Regions from separate parts of the Mus musculus genome. Here region 2 is linked to region 1. Evidence: chromatin contacts called from public promoter capture Hi-C data. All regions are on one chromosome and are shown on one strand. The core of a region is the stretch at or near the end of the contact, and the rest is flanking DNA. Distances in the headings are between cores, read along the strand shown.

Region 1 (6,407 bases), core at 2,656-5,155:
TTTGCAGATTCGTTGAAGAATTGAGTTGGAATTTTGATGGGGATTGCATTGAATCTGTAGATTTTTGGCAAGATAGCCATTTTTACAATGTTGGTCCTGCCAATCCATGAGCATGGGAGATCTTTCCATCTTCTGAGATCTTCTTTAATTTCTTTCTTCAGAGATTTGAAGTTCTTATCATACAGATCTTTCACTGCCTTAGTTAGAGTGACACCAAGATATTTTATATTACTTGTGACTATTGAGAAGGGTGTTGTTTCCCTAATTTCTTTCTCAGCCTGTTTATTCTTTGTGTAGAGAAAGGCCATTGACTTGTTTGAGTTAATTTTATATCCAGCTACTTCACCGAAGCTGGAGTTCTCTGGTGGAATTTTTAGGGTCACTTATATATACTATCATATCATCTGCAAAAAGTGATATTTTGACTTCCTCTTTTCCAATTTGTATCCCCTTGATCTCCTTTTGTTGTCGAATTGCTCTGGCTAATACTTCAAGTACTATGTTGAATAGGTAGGGAGAAAGTGGGCAGCCTTGTCTAGTCCCTGATTTTAGTGGGATTGCTTCCAGCTTCTCACCATTTACTTTGATGTTGGCTACTGGATTGCTTTTATCAATTTTAGGTATGGGCCTTGAATTCCTGATCTTTCCAAGACTTTTATCATGAATGGGTGTTGGATCTTGTCAAATGTGTCCATGTTTTCTATGGAGTCTTCTGCACCTGAGATTCTCTCTTCCATCTCTTGTATTCTGTTACTGATGCTTGCATCTATGTTTCTTGATTTCTTTCCCAGGATTTCTATCTCCAGAGTTGTTTCCCTTTGGGTTTTCTTTATTGTTTCTACTTCCATTTTTAGATCTTGGATGGTTTTGTTCAATTCCATTACCTGTTTGGTTGTGTTTTCCTGTAATTCTTTAAGGGATTTTTGTTTTTCCTCTTTAAGGACTTCTACCTGTTTAGCAGTGTTTTCCTATAATTCTTTAAGGACTTCTACTTGTTTAGCAGTGTTCTCCTGTATTTAAGTGAGTGTTTAATGCCTTTCTTAAAATCCTCTACCAGCATCATGAGATATGATTTTAAATCCGAGTCTTGCTTTTCGGGTGTGTTAGGGTATTGAGGACTCGCTGTTGTGGGTGTTCTGGGTTCTGATGATGTTGTGGATGTTCTGGTTCTGGAGCTTGTTCCTCCTGTGATTCTGTTAGCCTCTGTCAGCACTCCTGGGAGCCCAACTCTCACCTGAATCCCAGTGGTCAGAGCACTCTCTGCAGGCAAGCTCTCCTCTTCCAGGGAAGGTGTTCAGAAGTCTGGAGCTCTGATCCACCTCCTGTGTCCTGGGGTTAGAGCCCTCCCTGGAGGCGGGACTCTCCTCTGGCAAGGAAGGTGCCCAGGGGTCTGGGTCTCAACTCTGCCTCCAGTGATCCCAAAGTCCCAGGTGTAGAGTCCTCTGGGGACCTTGGCACCCTGTACTGGGTTCACGCTGAAGATGGTGCGCAGCTGGCTCTGACAGGAAAGAATTCCATCCTCTGGTAGGGCAGGGTTCCTTTGTCCCTGTTCCTGCTGGCACAAGACCCTCCAGGATTCTTTGAAATTGATTTTGCATTCTACTCACTAGTGATCCTGAGGCCCTTGGTGTGCTAGGGGGCCTGCATCGTGGAGAGTCCTCTAGGGACCTTGGGACCCTCTGCTGGGTTCGCGCCAAAGATGGTGTGTGGCTGGCCAAGAGATTTCTTTTACATTTTCCTACTCTAACAGAGAGCTGTGTACTTGACTGAGAACTTTTGCTGGTCTCTGGGTTTACCCCTACCCCATTAGATTTGATAACTCTTCCTTGATTGATCCTAAATTCTAATTCTTCCACTTTCAGGACATACCCATTTTCAAGATTTGCCAATCAGGGCCTGCTTGGTAACCTATAAATTTGGATACTCAAAGCTATAGAAACAGAACAGCTTACTGCAGGAGCATATAGAAGAAAGGCTGCCTCCAACACTCCCGGGGGATGGATTTGACTGGAGGCTCCCTGGTCCTTCTACTCTGGGCAGGGAGCTCACCTGAGGCTGCTCCAGGATATGGCCAGCAGCTGAGGCAGAGGGTTCATTTCTCCAAGAGTTTGCAGTCTGGCTAAGAAGGGAATTGTCTCTGCAGCTGCTTCCTGACTCCAAGACCCACTGCTGTGATACCTACTCTGATGTAGACTTCCAGACTTGCAGCTTCAGAGCCTTGAGTCCCAGCTTGGCCACCATGCTGGTCCAGTGACCTGCTAGAGCTGTATGCTTTCAGGAACTGAGAGTTCAAATGGCTCTGAATAGTAAAATCCTACATGGCAATCTGTTTAAACTAGTTTTTATCTTGTAAAGGCTGTTAATCCCAGAGTGTCAATAACACGTCTTTGTTGTCTGACCACTCCATTCTTAGAGGAGGGCGGGACAAGAACTTGACTGGAGACAGGGAGAGAGATGGTCTCCACGAAATATTTCACTCCCATGGGGCAAAGGTGGTGGCTTGTCTGCCCTTCATAGGTTTATGCTCTACAAGAAGAATCTACCTTTAAAATGGAAAGGCATGCCGGGCGTGGTGGTGCATGCCTTTAATCCCAGCACTCAGGAGGCAGAGTCAGGTGGATTTCTGAGTTCGAGGCCAGCCTGGTCTACAAAGTGACAGGACAGCCAGGGCTACACAGAGAAACCCTGTCTTGAAAAAAAGAAAAATTGGAAAGGCATGTACTGCGCACTTAATCAGACCTAACACGGAGATGGATGGGGCATAGACAAGACACTGGCTTGAATATTTTTGGAAGTATAAGGAACTAATAGTGGTTGGTCCTGACAAGGGGACCAAGGAGCCAGGAATCTTGTTTGGGTAGGAGGCTAAACTGTCTGTCTGTCTGTCTATCTATCTATCTATCTATCTATCTATCTATCTATCTATCTATCTATCTATCTACTTTTTTAGGCAGATCCTTAAGTAGCCTTGAACTGCAGATCTCCCTGCCCACATCACCCTCCAGCTGGCATGTAATTACAGGCATGCATGAGCGTGCCCAATTCAGGAATTTCTTTTGTTTCATTTTTAACTTCTTTTATATTTAGCCTTCTCTCCACTTGGCTCTTTCTTATCCAACCCACCAACCCCATTATTGTGCCATCAGCCTTTTGTAATACATTCCTAACCCAGGACTTCTACATTTACTGTCCTGTGGATCAGTCTTCCTCCTGAAGCTGGCCCAGCACACTCCCTCATCTCCTCTAGTAACGCTTATCCTTACTTTGCTGATTCCGCTGTATGTAATGATCCCTTCCCCTACTCCCTAATCCCCTTAATAACTTTGTTAGGCAGCTTCACCTGATACTATGCTTTTGCTGGTTGGTTTGGCGTGCGAGTCCCTTGTAGAAGACCACCTAGCACATAAAAACCATACTTTTGAGGTTTAAAAAAAAGGCACAGATTATTCCTCCAGTAGAAACGATGTTAAGAAATGAACGTTTGATGAATTAAGTGTTCCATGTTTGTTTTCAGAGGAAAAACTCGCAACTTCTCATTGCACACACTTAGTCACGCAAGTTCTTTTGCGTCATCCATAAAGTGCCTTCGACCCAAGTTTCCTTTGTGCCTCATAAAGATGGGAAATAATCACTTCGCAGATTAGGAAATGTAAGTGAAAGTGCTGTGGTCACGCCCGCGGTGGAAGAGTCCCGGAAAGCCCAGAGCAAAGTTCCCAGGCCGAGTCCACAGGGAACTCGTTGGCGCTGGGCTGGGAGTGCGGCCGCCGCCGTTGCCATGGGAACCGTCCAGCGTCTGGCGCGCCTGCCCGCGGGCCCCTCCTTCCGCGCCGGCGATAGGCTGAGAGCGAGCCAATCGGAAGAAGACGAAGAGGCGGGGCGCGGAGCCAAGAGACACCCCGCCCCCGCAGCCTCCGTGCGGACTTCCGGGTCGCGGTGTTCGCAGGGAGCGCTCCACGTAGAGCGTCGTTTCCGTTGCCGGTGTTTGCAGCTGGGGAAACCGAGGCAGTGCCAGCTTCCCCCTAGTTCTTCCGCTCCTGTGAGGTGGCTGCTGTTTTATTTTTCTCTCACTCTGAGTTGCTGGCGTGCGGCTGCGCAAGCCTCGCTGGCGTCCCGCGGATAACCCGCAGGGTGCGGGGGCCGTCGGGGCTTTGTGCAGCGTTCCCGCGCGCGAGAGGGGCGGGACGGCGCGGTGCCCACGGGGCTCGCACTCGGTTTCCCGAGGCCCTGGGGCTCGGCGGGACGGCCTGCCTGCGCCTGGCACTTCTGCCCGCTTCGTCCCGACAAGCGCCGACGGGATGACTCATTTTAAAGATCCTGATCCGCGTGTCTGGCACCGACACCTGGTGCCTTGCCTTGCGGGGATTTCGAATTTGACAGCTCCTCGGGCCCGGGCGCAGAGAGGGTGTGTCTGCGAATCCCAGGGCTGGAGTTCCCGGTATCCCTCCTCCCCTTCGTTTAGCACCCGAAAAGAGTTTTATTGCAAGATCAGTTATATCAAGTGTATAGATTTTGTGGGGTTTTTTGTTTTTTAACCTCTTGGTGTCTCTGCCCTTCACCTACTGACTAGAACAATGATGAATTCGTCAGGATGCCATCTGCTCGGTTTCCCAACCTGTATGCTTCAGTTTGTAAGCCACTTGTAGTGTTTTCATTTGTCGGAGTCAGCTGACAGGGACAGCTGGGCGCGCTCTCAACCAAGGCTGAGAAGAGCTCATTTTTTGGGAAGCCACATCTGATGTGTGGTAGATTTGAAATTGTTGCTCGGTTGGTCCTTTTATTCTTGAACTTCTTTGTTCCAAGTTTCAAGGGATGAAAAACGGAAGTATGAATCCAAAATATTAAATATAATATTTGGCAAAAATGAAATGTGGTTATTCTTTTTAGCGATTAAATAATTTGGCCAGTTATTTGGCTACTTTTTACATTTTTTTTTCAAGTGACCATTTGGCAAATCATTATTTAAGCTGTTGTATGTTATTTCCTTGCCTGATGAATTAAACACTCACAAAATAGACACAATGGAATAATATATTTCATTATCATTTGGGGAGTTGGATCAACTTAATTTCTTTTTCAGTTTTATAATTCCAGTTTGAGACCGTTAAGCTTGTGTGTTTATATCCTCTTTCCAGGGAAACATGTTCGTGTCTCTGTGGGAGTTTTTCTATGGACACTTTTTCCGATTTTGGATGAAATGGCTCTTACGGCAGATGACTGGGAAATGTGAATTGCAGCGAATTTTTGACACCTATGGAGGGGCACAGAGGACCTACAGAATAGGTAATACCTTCAAAATAAAGAAAATTCAACATTAATTATAACCTAACTGAATTCTTCTGCTCACCCCATGGGAGTTTGATTTGAGCGAGTCACTGCAGCTGAGTTTCTTAAGCTTTGTGGTCTTTAAGTTCTTTTCATTCTACTACTGACTATTGAATTGAGCACTGAATATATAAAAAGAAACTTCCTAAAACATCCCATATGTATCCAAAAAACGAGCCTTTTGGGTGTCTTAAAAATGTATCAGTTATTATTCAGATTATATTTTCAATTGTTTACTAGAAAATTATTCTCTCTTCCATTTGAAATTTTTACACAAATGTATGAGGTAAAGATTGAAGAGTACCCCCTGGAGCTCGTGTCTCTAGCTGCATATGAATCAGAAGATGGCCTAGTCGACCATCAGTGGAAAGAGAGGCCCATTGGTCGTGCAAACTTTATATGCCTCAGTACAGGGGAACGTCAGGGCCAAGAAGTGTGGGGGGGGGGTGAGGGGGGAGGGCATGGGGGACTTTTGGGATAGTACTGGAAATGTAAATGAAGAAAATACCTAATTAAAAAAAAGATTGAAGAGTCAGTTATCTGTTTTCCTACTTTGAGGCCTCAATAATCAGTCTTCTCACTTTTGACTCTTATTTCTGAATGGACAGATTACTCATTGGTCCTAGGAAAGACTTTTAGAACCTACTTGGTCCAGGCTCACAGTGATGGCCACATGGTTCTGAGCACTTGAAGTCTGCATGATGTTAATTGAGTTGTGCTTTACCTGTAAGATACCCACTGGATTTCAAAGACTTATATGAAAAAATGTGTAAAGATGTATGATAATTGTATTTGTAATACAGTCAAGTGATAATATAAGTTGTTAGAGCAATAAAAATTGCATGTATTTTGTTTTAATATAGCTGTGGAAATGTCTATGGTATACATGGGGCTCAATTTGGCTTGTGTTATATTTCTGTCAAATGACAGTTTTTCAGTGTTTAATTGAAAATGTTGTTCTGACTTCAAACTCAGATGGCTGAGAAATGTGGTTTGAAGTTACTGTAGAAATGGTAAGAGAGACCTGGGCGGAGCCACAGCTCATGATGCTGTGTTAAGTAGAAAGTCAAGAATTAACCAGCTCC
Region 2 (6,607 bases), core at 210-2,709, 2.0 Mb before region 1:
ACATCCTTTGGAGAGGTGGAAGTTCTTTACATAGAACCAAAATGACTCCAGACTTAGCTGTGTCCAAGCGTGTTCCTTGGACATTACCTTTCCTTCTTACATTATTTCAACAAGTATAAAGAATTGGTTCAGGCAGATTAGAGTAAATTAAATCCCTTTCTCTTCCTTAATGACTGATTGGGTCTCAGTTTCGGCGGCTTGTGAAAATAGTTCTGGGTCCCATTGTATTTCCGGTCAGTAGCCCTGGGAATAGACCTACGAACTTTCTACACACTTGCCTGCTGTAGCTTTATTTCCTAAGACAGATCCTACAATGACCCTCCTAATCTCAAGGGCTTCGGAAAATGGAAGCTATTTGGGCCACTCTTACCATATTTTCCCATGCGTGCCACTATTTAATAAATCAGCCCCAACGCCACTGGGCCCTTTCTGGAATTTTTTTTTTTCGATTTTTCGATACAGGGTTTCTCTGTATAGCTCTGGCTGTCCTGGAACTCACTTTGTAGACCAGGCTCGCCTCGAACTTAGAAATCCGCCTGCCTCTGCCTCCCAAGTGCTGGGATTAAAGGCGTGCGCCACCACGCCCGGCCTTTTCTGGAATTCTTACGCCCTGCTCATCACTTCAGCTCTTCACTCTGTACCATAATCTACCTTTCTCTTGCCATCTATAGTGATTTGCACAGGGTCTGCCCTGCAAGGCTGGCTTATCAAGATTATCGAGTCTGAAGGAATGACAAGAGGTCCTCCCCGGCTTTTCCGACCACAGTGTATCCAACAGAGCTAGAGTGCTTCAAGGACGACTATATACGTCCTCTCAAACCATCTTCTACAAGCCAACAACAGTTTTTCTTGATGTTGGGCCCGAGTCTCGCCCAGACCAGTGTGCGGTCATTCCCTCATCGCCAGTCCCTCATCCGACGCTGCCTTGGGAGGACCCAGGGCCGCAGTCTGGGACGTCTACCCGCACACACGGCCACACTCACCTCAGTACACTCGGCTCCGCAAGGCCGAGACGCGGGGCGAGGCGGCGTACCAGCTCCGACTCCATCGCTGGAAGAAATGCGCGCCAAGAGCAATGCGCGCGCAGATTGTCAGAGGGTTAAGACCCACCCCCGGCGCGTCCAGATTGGTTGCGACCAGAGGTTGAGACCGTTCCACACACCAATCCTGGTCATCCTTCTACGCATGTGCACACGATGAGGCGCGGGCCCAGGCGAAGTGGACGCGCAGAAGGTTCTCTCGCTGCCCTTCCTCGGCCGCGGATCTCCTTAACTAAGGCTTCCCTTCCTGCTGTCCCTAGTTCGCCGCAGCGTTGTACTATTCTCGCCCCGCCCCGTCCACTATACACCGCCGGCTGCCCATTCTCCCCAAACTACGCGAGATTTTAAGTGGGCCAATCGAAAAGCCGCTTCTATCCAAGGGCGGGGCTAGAGAGGGCGGGGCTCGCAAGGCTCGGTCACCTGACGGCGGGCGGCTCCGGCGGGGTAGGCGCTGCTGCTTGTGGTCCCCGGAGTCGCCATGGTGAGTGAGGGGAAGCGGTGGGCCTGGGTTGCCGAGTCGCAGTCCACGTTTTCCTTCGGCGGACAGGAGCCTTGCTGGCGGAGTAGGAGGCCCTGCATTTCGATCGAGGCCGGTCCGGTCCAGGCTGGGCCTGCGGGCTTGGCACGGGCTGAGGAAGGCCGCGTTAGGCTGCGGTGGGCTGCGGTGGGCGGTGGCGCAGAATTTGGTCGTTACCCCGAGACCAGGAGCCTCCCTTAGGGGTGTCGCGGGCTGCAGGTTCTGGGTGTCGGTGGAGGCCTGCGTCAGACTCTTGTACGGAACGGCCACCTTCCCTCTGAGAGTCGGACTCCCGGGTCTGTGCGGAGTTGGGACAGTGAGGAGCCCCCGAGCTTCTGAGCTGGCGCCGTAGCTGGGTCGCGCCCAGATGGTGCATTTCCAGCTTTGTACTCAGCTGTCCTCGGGGGTCCCATTGCCTTTTCTCTGCTGGAAATATCCTTGGGGGGGGGGCGCAGTGGTCTCCCGGCCTTCCGTGGCCGCAGAGCCCCCTTCATCTTGCAGCGCCTGTCAGCGAATTCTAGGGACCTGCTCACGTGAGTTTCCCGAAGGACTCCTGCTTTCTTTTCATTGAGCCCAACCATCAGATAGGAGACAGGTCTCCGTTTCGCATTTGCTCTCTGAGGATTCTAACTCACTTGCTGGAAGCAGTCATTCAAAGGTTTCTCCGCGACGATAGCATGTCGTGATGCTTTGTGGCACTAGCCTTATAAACAGGAACTTCCGCAAAATTCGGATCCTGTTTTCCACAGGGCAAGTTGTCACTTGCGTTATACGAGCATTTGCTGTAGTATGAACAGGTAGTGGTTTTGGATGTGCTATGCTTATGTCCTTTTTTTTTAATTTCAATATTCATTCTTTGTATTGATAATTCTATGTGCCACTGCACATACTTCACTTTAAGTGTGTTAATAGGAAAAACCAGCATTAAATCTTTTTGTTGATTTTTTTTTTCCTTTTTTTTGGAATGGACCTTTATGATGATCTTGCTAGACTCCGATCAGCTTGGTATTTATGTCATCTTTGGTTCTGGCTGGCTGAGTTCTGAGCGTTTGTTCCCGTAATTTGATAAATATTTGATGTATATTTAATATAATATATTGCCTTACAAGATGTTTTCCCCCCTCGGAACTTTGTACAATTGAGATTTGGCACATGACTGGTGTGAAGTTTAACTTTTTTGTTTTTCAACACTTACTGGTTGACATAGTGTTTTATAATACAAAGCATTTGAGGATACACTATAAATTATATTTATGTGCCTGGGGAACCAGATTGGACCAGTTTTCCCTGTGAATTTTATTGGAAAATGGAACCTGGGTATCAGTTCTGTCATAGGCAATTTTATGATTTGAGTAGGTAGTTAGCCTTTAAGTCTCACTTTTGCATCTGGAAGCAAGTGTTGATATCACTGGTACTGTACTCCTAAAAATCCTGAGTCCAGCACTAACCAAACATCTGGTGTACTTTCAATTTTATAGAATGTGCTAGGCACCAGATAGAAATAAATGGCAGAGATGTGCTTTTGAAACATTCTGCTATAGTTCTTTGGGCTCCTGGTGGGAAAGAGGTTGTGTTAGGAGCTTTGGAGGTAATGCAAACAGATTTTGAGGAGAATGGGCAGAAATTCTGCACAAAGAAAGAATTTTGCCATTTAATGTTCATGGTGTGCTCCGTCATCGGATTTCTGGGGTATTGCTAAGTTAGTGTGTGTATGGGATCCAGACGGTTAACTTTGTCTTTTCTGCAGTCTTGGGGATTGAACCCAAGGCCTTCAGCCTGCTAGACACAAACTCCCCAACCTAAATTATTTTAAATTTCCTGTTTTCTTGTTACCCTCAGTTCTCCTTGAAGTATTGATTTGTGCTTTCTCATCAGGTTTAAATACTATATTCATCAACATGATGATTCTGTTTATTTTACAATTTATGTTGTATTGTCATATTGCACATGCAACTTATAAGTGGGAAAACTAACCAACAAACAGGTCCCTATAACCAGTAGAGGTAAATACTCTCAAACTGGATATAATAATAGCTGACATTTATGAAGCGCTCGTTACTGAGTGCTGTGCATATTCATAACTTTGTGTGCTTTTTTATTTTTCTAGTCTGTACCAAAAATTTGTGATTGCTTATAGCCCATTTATAGGTTATTTCCACATAGTAGCCAGCGCTGGAAACAATCCATATGTCTATATTGAGTGAATCAATAAATGTATACACACACACACACACACACACACATACACACACAAGTATATACAGATACTGGGATATTACACAGTCTTTAAAAAGAGAGAAATTCTGATAAACGCTTTCATACAGATGAATCTTGGACATAATCCTAGATAAGCCAGATACAAAAGGGAAAATGCTGTGTAGTTCTATGTATATAAGGTACTTAGAGTAATAAAAGTTAGAGAAAAGGGTAGAACTGCTTAGCTGACGGACATTGGGAGTGTATGCTAATATTTCTCCTATATAAATTAACGTTTCTTAAGATACTTGTTTTTTAATTAATTTATAATTAAAATAAGCATTTTTCATTAAAAGATTTTAATTACATGTGTGTGTTCATTTGTATGAGCATGTGACTGCAGGTGCTTGTAGAGGCCAATGGTGTTGGCTTCCCTGGAGCTGAAGTTATGTTGGTTTCCAACCACCCAGTGTGTGGATAGTAAGAATTGAGCTCACTAAGAATTGAGTTCAGGTTATCCCTTCAGTCCTTTATGATTTTTGAAAAGAAATAGTTGTAGGAAACTCATCTTACTATTTTATGCAAAAACAGCACACGGCATTGCTCTCTACTCAGTTTTTCTCTTTATCTGAAGTGAAGCCAAGACAAAGCTTTTAATTTTTATGAACCATTGTATTTCAGAAGTGGATTTTTGTTGTTGTTATTTAATCTTATACTTGTCTTAGATATGAAACATGACCTTTTTTCATGTTTATGTGTAAATCCTTCTACTTTTTCTAACATTATGCAGAGAGGTACTTTTCCTCTAATTAGTCTTAAATTTTTTTAATGAATTTATGTAAAATGAACAGGTAAATGGGTTTTAATACATTACCTTTTGTTCTAAAATATTTTCATTACCTCAAAAGAAAATTCTGTAGTCATTAATCAGTGGTTTGCCCACCATTCCTCTTCTAAATTAGTAAATCTGTGGATGATTTATCTGTTTAAGATATTTCATATAAGTGGAGTCTTCCAGCGTGCATTGTCAGACTTCTTTCATTTGGTGTAGTGTTTTCTAGGTTTACTTCTATAATATGTGTGTTTCAGTACTAGAGACCTTTTTATGGCGTAACAATAGTCTGTTGTGTGTATACTGCTTATCCATTAATTTGCTGGTTAGTTTTTTTTAATCAAATATATGATCAGAAAGGCCTAGAATCAGCCTATCTGTGCAGTGAACGTTTATGAAGCACACATTGTGTATGCTGGATCTCAAACACATGATTATTTATAATTACATTGTTAGGCAGGCTGTGGAAGTAATGTTAACATGGTGATATTAAACATGAAGTATGGGTTAATTCTACTTAACAAGGAGAATGAGTTCATTTTATAAGCAGAGTTTTGCTGATGACATGGAAGAATAGATTTACTTTGTTTTTAGCTGCTTATCTGTATATTTGAAATAGTAGGTATTTGAAGAAACTATCTTTACCTTTTTCTAAGTCATTAACAATTCTAGCTATTTTATTTCCAAGTTGTTTAGTTTTTGTTATGATGGAGGGGGCTGTGGGTTTGGGGTTTTTTTTTTTTTCTTTTTTTTTTTTGGTTTTTCGAGACAGGGTTTCTCTGTATAGCCCCGGCTCTCCTGGAACTCACTTTGTAGACCAGGCTGCCCTCGAACTCAGAAATCCACCTGCCTCTGCCTCCTGAGTGCTGGGATTAAAGGTGTGAGCCACCACGCCCGGCTGGGGGCTGTGTTTTTATAAACTCATTTTTTGGTGTAAAGTAGACTAAAATGTAGGTGAATGTAGTTGAGAGGGAGAGAGAAGTTATTAAAAATTTAAATTTATACTAGAATTATCATAAGAAAAGGTTTGGCTTTATAGCTATGTTCCAATTGGATGTACTGCATATTAGCAGAACATAACTATAAACTCCTACCACAGGTTTCTTTGATGCCAGATATTTTGGTCATTTTTAGACAGGGTCTCACTAGGAAATTCTTGCTGTTCTGGTACTCATTATGTAGACCAGGCTGGCCTTGAACTCAAAGAAATGTGCCTGCTTCCATCTCCCAGTGCTGGGATTAAAGGCATACATCACCATGCTGGGCTGAGGCCAGAATAGACAAATTTGTTTGGGATATGAAGCTAGAAAGGGCCTTTGGTGAAAGTTTTGGAAAAGGATTATGACTAAAACTATGGAAATTAAAAATTCTTTTTGACAGGAGAAAGTGCTTATGAGCCACTAATGAAAGTATTTTTAAAATCTTCATTTTAGCCTACAACACAGCAGTCACCCCAGGATGAGCAGGAAAAACTTTTGGATGAAGCCATCCAGGCTGTGAAGGTTCAGTCATTCCAGATGAAAAGATGCCTGGTAAGTATGGAAATGTGAAAGACACAGCTGTATGCTGTAAATCCCCAAGCAAGCACCACCGGTTGTAAGATTATGTCATCTCTGCTCTCCGTCAGTCGTGTCACCGCCAGCAGCTGTCTCATCTTCATCTGTGCTTAGCACTGTAGAGACTCAGGAACAAAGAGCCCTGATACAAAGTTCAGTTATACATTGGCATATTAACATCTAATTTAAGTATCTGAGCCTGTTTGGTTTATACCTTAGACCTGAGGAGAACTTAATATAGAATGGGTGTTCAGTGAATACTTAATGAATGAATAGATTTGAATGCCTCAATTTGAATTATTCAGCTAAGTTTATTTCACCTGAGTATCCTGAGAACTTGTGAATATGTACTTTTATTGTAGGAACTAGCTTAAAAACTATACTTAAAGATACATACATGTGGTCAATACCTCTGGAGACAAAAGAGGACCATGAACTTGAAGCCAGTTCTGGTTTATGAGGTGAG

What was found. Capture Hi-C pulls out chosen DNA fragments and counts their contacts.
Region 2: a promoter capture Hi-C map of adipose tissue shows a contact between it and region 1, with 2.3 times the contacts expected there. The contact joins the promoter of Vps35 here to the promoter of Elmod2 in region 1. A contact is called at or near these places in 1 of 39 promoter capture datasets (pre-B cells), 1 of 484 Hi-C or Micro-C datasets (CD4 T cells) and 1 of 9 other capture datasets (adipose tissue).

What each region holds. Positions count from the first base shown.
Region 1 is chr8:83,329,984-83,336,390 of GRCm38.p6, reverse strand. Elmod2 (ELMO/CED-12 domain containing 2) reads left to right here and starts at 3,905. Exons shown (of 9, transcript NM_178736.5): 1 at 3,905-4,041; 2 at 5,133-5,280. The coding sequence starts at 5,139. Gm32327 (predicted gene, 32327) reads right to left here and starts at 3,772. Exons shown (of 2, transcript NR_168721.1): 1 at 3,341-3,772.
Region 2 is chr8:85,294,369-85,300,975 of GRCm38.p6, reverse strand. It overlaps Vps35 (VPS35 retromer complex component), which reads left to right and starts at 1,459. Exons shown (of 17, transcript NM_022997.5): 1 at 1,459-1,521; 2 at 6,019-6,117. The coding sequence starts at 1,519. It overlaps Orc6 (origin recognition complex, subunit 6), which reads right to left and starts at 1,344. Exons shown (of 7, transcript NM_019716.2): 1 at 984-1,344. The coding sequence starts at 1,048.